2 separate regions of the Gossypium arboreum genome follow, and region 1 is linked to region 2. The links are chromatin contacts, called in public Hi-C maps. All regions are on one chromosome and are shown on one strand. Each heading gives the region's core, a stretch centred on a gene start, on an enhancer-like site or on the middle of the called end of the contact. The rest is flanking DNA. Distances are from core to core; before and after follow the strand shown.

Evidence for each region. Hi-C and Micro-C count contacts between places; a contact is called where the count stands out from the background.
Region 1: a Hi-C map of leaf shows a contact between it and region 2, with 6 times the contacts expected there. The contact joins the promoter of LOC108479481 here to the promoter of LOC108479975 in region 2. A contact is called at or near these places in 2 of 5 Hi-C or Micro-C datasets (both in leaf).

What each region holds. Positions count from the first base shown.
Region 1 is chr12:49,583,390-49,588,149 of ASM2569848v2, reverse strand. It overlaps LOC108479481 (protein REBELOTE), which reads right to left and starts at 3,152. Exons shown (of 14, transcript XM_017782112.2): 1 at 2,192-3,152; 2 at 312-425; 3 at 105-165. The coding sequence starts at 420.
Region 2 is chr12:49,249,456-49,254,201 of ASM2569848v2, reverse strand. It overlaps LOC108479975 (peptidyl-prolyl cis-trans isomerase CYP65), which reads left to right and starts at 2,761. Exons shown (of 12, transcript XM_053023383.1): 1 at 2,761-3,083; 2 at 3,175-3,237; 3 at 3,332-3,435; 4 at 4,628-4,719. The coding sequence starts at 2,956.

The DNA.
Region 1 (4,760 bases), core at 1,903-4,402, 330 kb before region 2:
AAAAAAAAGAGACTAAAATGCATTGAACCATTAATTGTTTAATATTAAAATTACATCATACTATATTGTATTATTCATAAAAGCCCAAATTTTAATTTTTTTACCTTCCACTTGACTTCTCTATTTGATCTTCTTCCAGGTTTTCGGCTTCATCCTGCTCGTCTCCTATAAAGTTTTCACCAAAAGTAAGAGTTTCACTAACAAATTAAATTAACATCCTCAAGAGCAGATGAACAAGCCACACTTTAAACTCAAAAAAATCATAGACAATGCAATAAAACCACATTTTCTTTTTTCCTTGGAAAACTTACTTTTAGAAGCCTTCTTTTTGAACATGGATTTCAACTGCCGCTTTCTTTTCAACACAGATTGAAGATTCTTCTTCGCAAACTTCCTTGCCTTTTTACCTAATTTTCCCATTTTTTCTAAATAATTCGGAAAAACCAAAGAACAAAAAGGTAATGAAAAGATTAGTTATTATTTTACAATTTTATCAGTTTAATAAAGAAAGAGAGGTTTTTGAACCTGCAATAATGGCGGCTTTGTTGTGTTTTTGAGGTTTTTGGTTCTTTTTGTTAAGTACATTTAGGGCTTTCGAGTAAAATGGAGACATAAAAGGGCAAATATTTTTATTTTAATTTGTTTAGAGATAGTTTTATAATTTTAGAAAAAGGTAAATATTTATTTTAAATTTCTGATGCTATTGAAATTAAGCAAGCTTATTGATTAAAATTGTGACAAGAAAATTATGTTTTTGATTCAATGGCCGAAAGTACAATCACAGTCAAACTAAAAATGCATAAAAAAAAGATAATTCGAATCAATAGAAAACAAAAAAGGAGGGCAGAAATCATGATTTAATCAGCTAAAGCAATCGGAATCACATGATCAAGAAATTAAACTACAAAAGAAAAAAGAAATTAAACAGAATCACAATCATTATAACATAACCCTATAAGTTAAATTTTTTGAAAAAGCCAAAAAGAAGTAATTTAACCAAGCACAAATTATGGTACTATTTCACGGATAAAATGATAAACAGTTAATTATCGGCAACTTGAAGTAAAATAAGCGTCAAAATAAAGAGAATTTTTCAAAAAAAAAGAAGTAAACGCGAACAGGGAAAATAAATAAATAAATCTGATTCTTCATCAACAAACAGATCCGACTGGACTTTTTCTTTAGCAGACATGATTGGAATTAGAGCTGATCATAGGCTGAGCCGGGCCTCAACAGAATTTTAGATCCGTTTTCTAAGCTCGAGCTCAGCCCAAAAAATGAACCTAAAATTTTGCTCAAGCCTGGCCCGAATTATAGATTCTAAACCTGAGCCCAGCCTGGCCCATATTTAAAATTTAGCTTTAGTTGCTTAATTACATTAGTTGATATTTGGAAATGGATGGTAACCAGCAATAATTGAAAAAAAAGAAGACAAAAAACCTTGAAAATAAAGAGGAAAGATAGAAACAAAAGATGTAAAAGATGGTGGGTCATAATTGAAGGTACTAAAAAGGTGAAGGAACCAGCAATCTCAAAAATTTTCCACATAAAGAAACGAAATCGAACATTTATAATCTTAAATGCCCAAATTCAAAGTGAAAAGAAAAATTAAAACTTTAATAGACCCAAATGTAATAAAAAATCAAAAAAACAATTATCACTTCTGATTTGCCGATACAACTTTTCATGTGCTTATTATGCTCTCCTATAGCTCAACTATCTTTCTTCGACATTGCGTCATAGTTTGGTATAAAGGTAAATAATTTAATCTGAAAATTAAAGTTACAAAACTTGAGTATTGAGAACTAGGATCAATCCCATTTTGACCCTTAACAATTACCCATTTCTTAAAACTTAAACCACATGTAAATTAGTATGAATCTCCAGCACCTACATCAATGGCAAGAAAAAGTTATAGCTTTCTAATCCATGAAGTACTCCTATTCTAATCCATGAAGTACTCCTATTCTAGGGCTAAACAGTTAACTCCAGTAAAGTTGAAGAACCTTTAAATAACTGAGAATTTAAGCTTTTGAGACACTTTAACACTGAATTCAAAACTTAAAATCCATGTATCTCTCATTCAAAGAATAGACCAAAGAAATAATCTTTAACAATGAATTCAATATAACATTAAACACTAAAAAAACAAAACGATGCATTAAGTGATTGAAGAACGGAAAGATCTCACCGATTAATGATTGAAGAACGAAAAGAGCTCACCGATTAATCAAGAAATTAAAGAAGCAAACACCCAAAAAGAAAATTTGATTTACTGGCAGCTTCGAGGAAAAGTAGGATTGAATATAGAAGAGATTGAAAAAAACCTAGTTTTTCTTGAATTGTTAGGGACTAGGTTTCTATTGTATTGTTTCATGAACCGTGTCCGAGCGGTGTATTCCGGGTTACAGGCCTTTTTTATTTTTTCTATTAAAGGGTGAGCTGCAAAAATAGAGTGCCTAACTGCTTATGAAACGATGATGGCGGTGGCGGGTGGAGAAATTGGTGGTATTTTCTTTCTTACTGTTAGGGTTTTAGAAATTGGTGGAGTGAGTGGAATGGAGACAAAACTGTAATATGTATTAAAAAATTGCAACTTACACAAAAATTAATTTATCATCAACAAAATCAAGAAATTGCAGCTGTCCATAGAAAAAAAACAACTGTCCATAGAAGTCATGGAGATACCAGGAATTGGACGAGATTGACCGGCGGCACAGCGGGACGGCGACGACTGAAGGCTGAAGCGGAGGAGGCGAAGGCAGTGGTGAACGCCAGCGACAGAGGAAGCAGCAGCTTCACCGGAACGACGACAGTGTCTTGATGGAAGAACGAACGGGGCGACACAACGGTAATAGGCGCCGGCGACAGAGGAACCGGGAGACGGGGTGGCCGCCGGAGTAGAGACGGCTATCGACGGGCAGCTGGCTGGATTTAGACGGATTAGATTCTTCCTTTCCTGTTGCAAAACCTAACGAATTTAAACCGTCGGATTTCGCTTAAAGGACGGATGGGAAAGAGAAGTTGAATTCTGATGGGCGGCTGACTGCTTTAAGTTTAATAGTCAACACCTTCAAACCCTACTTATTTCAATTTACCTTTTGGCACCTAAATTTGAATTTAATGTTCGAATTAGTACTTTTTTTTTTTTCAAATTGGTAGGCTTTGCATTACACATTTCAATCCATTTTTGCAACCCATTAAAAGTTTAAATTTTGAGGATAGTCCTATACTTATTAATTTGTGCTTTATGCTGATTTAATTTATCTACTTTTATTTGCTCAAAATTGGTCCACTATTTTTTGATTTGCTAATTTTCAGTCATTTCATTAATTTTTCAATTAACATTATTAAAAAATAGAAACAATCACAAATTTAACTCCTCAACCTTTACAAATTTTATCAATTTAACCCCTATTCTTTTATTTTTGCTTTAGTTATTAAAAATAATAGAAAAATAAAACTTTATAAATTTTCCCGTATGTTCCAACAAATTAAAGATAAAAAAAAACAAAACTTGCTATTAATTATTACTACGAGAGGTTTTAACTTGTAATTCTCATTTAGCAACAATAAGTACCGTGTATATTATGTAATCTACATTATAAATCATTGAACTTAACCTCAACTTTCAAATAGACCACAAACTTTTTATTTAATCAAATTGCATCATTTAACTTTAATTATTAATGTAACGCCCAAAAATTTTGAATTTCTGATTTGTTAAATTTTGTCATAATTAAATAATTGCTTCAATGGTTAAGGGCCTTGAATGTGTGTTTGAGGTCATGGGTTTAAATCTCTCTTTTAGGGAAATTTAGTTATTTTTGTTCGTAGGCCTATCTTTGTTATTCGGCTTAAGTATTATATTTGATCAATTTATGATAAAATGAGCTTGCTAGTTTAGTGGTAAGGTGTTAGTTTGCCCTTTGGTTTTATGTTTGAATCCCCGCGTGAGCAAGTAGGTATGTTTATTTTTACTTCCTCTGTGTGTTGTTCACATGTAGAAGTGGAGTCGAATTGAAATTCTATAATGTTTTTTCCTTTTTCATTCTCCTAATTTTGTTGTTTCTGTTGTTTTTTTTTCCATTTCATCCCTTTTTGTTATTTTTCTTTCCCAAACAAAATTTAAGTTCAATTTTGGTTCTTCTTTCTTCTATTTGTCAATTCGGCTTTGCTCGTAACCCCGCTTGCTTTCAATTCCATTCTTGTTGTTCTGATTTGGTAAGTACTCGGGGTGGGTGAAGTTATTATTTCAGTTAGTTGATGTGTAAGTTAGGATTTTCTTTATTCCTTGTAATGGAAGTAGTTTTTTATTGTGTTTAATCATTTTTATGCTCAATTAGGGGAAAATCGTGAGACGTTTGGTGTTCCTCTAGGGAGTTAATTGTTGTTCTTAAGGGTAAGTGAATGTATTCGTCATTATTTAAGGTCGAATTCTTTGTATTGAAGTTTAAGTGTTGTTGTTGGGTTATGATTTAGCACTTGGGTTTTGTTAAATTAAGTTAATTAATTCATGTCAATGGTCATTTTAGGTACTAGAGTATTCATCCTTCAATCTACATCAAAAATCAACCACGTGTGTAACGAAAACCTGAGAAAACAACAAATGGCGAAAGCTAAAATTTGGGACTGTCGATGTCACACGGCTGTGTGGTAAGCCATGTGTGACACACGGCCATATTACAAACTGTGTGAACCACACAGTTTAGGCCAATTGGGCCGTGCGGGCCACACGAGCGTGTAAGCCCAAATTTTGA
Region 2 (4,746 bases), core at 1,512-4,011:
GACCCCGTACACGGGTGGGTGTGTCATGGCCATGTGGCATAAGTTAGTATACCCTACAGGTTTGGCACGGCCTAGCACATGGCCTGACACACGGGCGTATGTGGCCATTTCTAGGGCACACGGGCTAGTCACACGGGCATGTGTGTTGGCCATGTGACCCAAGTCAGAGAGTTACACGGGGTCGGGCACGGGCTGGGACATAGCCATGTGTTCCCATTTTGAATGTCCACAAGGCCTATGACATGGGCGTGTCTTTTGCCGTGTGAGACACACGGCCGGGCCACACGGGCGTGTGTCCCTTGTATTTTGAAAAATTTTCTAAGTGTTTCAAAAATTTCTTGAGTTATCGATTTAGTTCCAAACCACTTTTAAAGCATGTTTAGGGTCTCGTAGGCTTGTATTAAGGACAATGTGATTGAGTTTGAATGATGATTGCATGAAATTTAAAAATGTATGTGATACGAATGTTTAATTTTTTATAAGTCTGATAATGCTCCGTAACCCTATTCTAGCGTTGAATACGGGTGAGGGGTGTTACAACTACACTCGAGCACGAATGAAGGCGATGGAGACCAAGGTGAAGACGAAGAAAATGACGAAGGCGAATATGAACATGAACATGAAGATGATGGCGACGAGGGTGGGGGTAAAGACAAACATAATGAGGACAATGGTAACGAACCAGTTTATGAGCCCTTAGTAATAGTTGCACGCAGAAATCCTCCTCACGATAGTCACCCACTGTCGTGCGGCACACATTCTCCCTGATGATGCTGATGATGTATTTTTTAACTTATCTATAACGATGTAAATATAGATGACATCAATAAAGAAACCACAAATTTTCATTGTAACTCATATCTTCCTCTTTGTTACTTTTTAACGTAAGTTAATAAGAAACCACAAATTTTTATTGCAACTCATTTTTTATTCAACTTGGGTCCCGTTCGATATATTGTTAGTTCAAATAATCATATCTATGTCTCTATTTCTAAGAGTCAATCTAGCTTCGATAGTCAAGATAAGTTATCTCTCCGATTGGACTGATAGACAAGTTAATAGTCCTAGTATGAATTATTTGATCAATTTGATTCTATGAACTACAAATAATTTAGATTAACTACTAGTATAAATTGTCTCCTCATTTTATAATCGATCATATAATGTAACATATTATTAATTAAACCTTGAATAATTAGTGAGTCAATATTCATTTATTCATTTAGTTTTCACATTTGAAAACACTCATATAAAGTATATTAAGTGAACACATTGTAATTTTATTTATTAAATCAATTAAAAATTAAAACTATGATGAAATCATTCAACTTAGAGCACAAATTCTAACCTAACAAGCTTTAAAAAAATGTAGTTGAACACCGATAAAATTATGCAATTACTAAAGCCCAATTTGACAAATGATGCTTTTCTAGTTTTCATCCAAATTATGAAACAATTAAAATACTTGAAAAGTAAAGAAACTTTGAAAAAGCCTCCATTTTTTTTAATCAATAACGATAATTTTACTAAAACCAATACAAATATCACACCTTTCTTTCGGAAGAAATTCCGGTTATTATTGGGACTGGGTGTTAACCCATTTGTCGAGTTGACTAGTGGAGAAACGTGTGAAGGCAATTCATTGTTTGGACTTTAGAGTAAAGGAATTGGATTGATGGTTTTATTATTAAAAATATATAAAAGTAATTTAATTCAGTTTAATTATTGAGCTCAATTGCTTTGTATTGATTTTTAAGTCAATTGCTCTGATGTTCTATCTAGATTAATATTTCTATCAATTTTTAATTTAATTAATTTAATCCAATTCAAACAACCATAGTTAGAATTGATTGAATAAAAAATTTAATTGAAAACTAAAATGGAGAGGTTTAATTACATTTCCATCCCTTTACTTTTAGAAATTTATAAAATTTTTAGAATTTATTAAAATTTATTATATTTTTAAATTTTCAAATATTTTTAATATTTGTTGACATGACATACAAAGACGGAATATAAAAAGAGTCAAAGGGCTTGATCCTCTCAAAATTTGAAAATGATTAATAAACCCTTCAAAATTATTCATAATTTACTTAGGCCCCCAAATTTGTTGAAAAATTTAATTAAGCTCTTTAAAAGTTTTGAAAATTTTAATTAAACCCTTTTAAAAAATTTAATTACTCATTAATTTTCTAAAAAAAATTAGAGCCTTATTTTTTTTTTGAAAAATCTCATTAAACATCAAAAATTTTGAAAATTTTAATTTGATCTCTCTAAAACTTAATGCCACATTCGGCCACCTATGGCTTAAAAGATAAAATAATGGCACATCAACAAAGAAGGGTAAAAAGAGCTAAATTGAATAAAATAATGGCACATCAACAAAGAAGGGTAAAAAGAGCTAAATTGAATAAAGATGTAAAGTTCACGAGTTAAATTTATTATTATGTCATATATATATATAATCAAAATGAACATTTAACGATATAATTTTAATAGAGAGACTATTTTGCTAATTCATCTAATATACACAGACTAAATTTTCACATATCCATTTTTCTATATTTTCAGAGAAAGAGAATTAATACATGATAGATTCGATAAATGCAATATGAGATACATTATAGGGACTGATATGGAAAGTTTATCGAAAAAATATGAACTGTTTTATAATATATAAAAAGAAAAAGAAAATGGGAAGTTTTCAAGTTTTTTTGAATAAATGAAAATAAGCCCAATTATTTCAACGGGCTTTAAATTGGGCCGTTTTAGCTGATTCAAAAGGTCGGTAATTATCGGAAGCGATACTCTGATACTCTGGGTCTCAAAGCGGTCAAAAGTCAAAGTCTCTCCCCATAATCCCTAATCCCTCACCAGAAAAAAATCCAATTCCCCGTCCCCCAAATCATAAGCCCTAGCCATAGCAATTGAATTGTCCCGGAGAAGGTCGCCAAGATGGGAAAGAAACAGCACAGCAAAGATCGAATGTTCATAACGAAGACGGAGTGGGCTACCGAGTGGGGCGGCGCTAAATCCAAAGAAAATCGTACACCTTTCAAACGCCTTCCCTTCTATTGCTGCGCGTATGCCTCACTTTCCATTCCCATTTTTGCTTTATACCATTTTTGCTTTATATCTTATTATATTCATTTTTTTTCTGGTTGTCTTATTCAGCCTTACATTCACGCCCTTCGAGTTGCCTGTATGCACGAAGGATGGCAGCGTCTTCGATTTAATGTTGGTATCTTTTCATTTCGTTGTTACTTATTTCAAGCTTTTATATAGTGTAATTTAGGGGGTTTTGTTATTTTTTTATTGTTTTCTTGTGCAGGAATGTAGTTCCCTATATAAGAAAGTATGGGAAGCATCCGGTTACTGGGGCTCCATTGAAGCAGGAGGATCTTATCAATCTTACTTTCCACAAGAACTCTGAAGGTTTGAAATATTTATTTTCGAGTTCACGTTTTAATTCAATGAACCAAAGAAATTGAGCAAGCCATATAATATACTGCTGTCAGGTTTCAACAAAGTATGTTGTAGATTTAGAAGTAAATTTTCTAAAGTTCATGTTAAAAGGGGATACTTGTTTGAAATATTGTTCCTTATAGTAAAAAAAATATAGTTTAATTAAGATGCTGTTCCTTGTGTGAATTGTCGATTTGATTATAGATTACATTAATAGCTTTCTAGGTTCTTTTATTTGGTGCATGAGATAAATGGTGGATGTATATTTTGCATGAGTTACAGCAATTTCCTGCAAAACTAAATATTGGTCTTCTATTCTTTACCTGACTTCTTATAACTTTTTCAACAAGGTTGAACTTGAGTGTGTGTGTGTGTGTCTTCATTTAGCTATGACATGTGAATTTTGGATGTTAGACAGTTACCTTGTTTTGGGTTGAAAAAATGAAACCATGGGACGGTTGTTGCATGTTATATTTAGGTTATTATTGTCATTTTCTCTATAAACGAGCTTGTGAAGGATGCAATTTCTGCCCGCTTTTGTAGTTACTTCCTGTTCTTTATTATTTTAAATACTTAAGGTTCTGCCAGACTAGAGTGCACTTCATCTTTGGTTTAATTTTGAGCCAAAAATCAAGAAGTTGGAATTAGAGTCTGCTTGTCTATGGCCTCTTTCTTCAGTGTCACAGTTTAATATTTGTAGGTTCTGTCAAGACAACCTTCTGCAATTACTGTGAAGTTGGTAACAAGGGTAGTAGGGGAAATTGCACTTGCACATACTAATAAATCCTATGTTTGTTATACTTTGAAATCATATCTTTGGGGAATCAATTTTAACTAAATGAGAAATGGAATAAATGCTTGAAATACTCTTTGGTGATGGTGGAAATAAAGGCTATTAATTCTCATGGGTAATAGATGTAAACCTTGCTATGGTCTTCTTATTACTGTTGTTATATTGATTATACTGGTGCAATTTGGTAGAAGGCTGTTCATGAATGTTGTTCTACTTTATTGTTTTATGTGCAACTATGTTGGTATGCTGGTTGCTATTCTTTTCAGTTATATATATTTTAGAATTGACTTTATTTTAGATGTCTTTAGTATTTGCACGTTTGGTTTAGTTTTCATGCCTCAAGGATATTGAAATGGTGCCTTAATGCAGGGGAGTATCATTGTCCTGTGCTGAACAAAGTTTTTACCGAGTACACACACATAGTTGCTGTGAAGACTTCAGGAAATGTTTTCTGTTATGAGGTATAGTTTATTGCTTATATTGTCAAC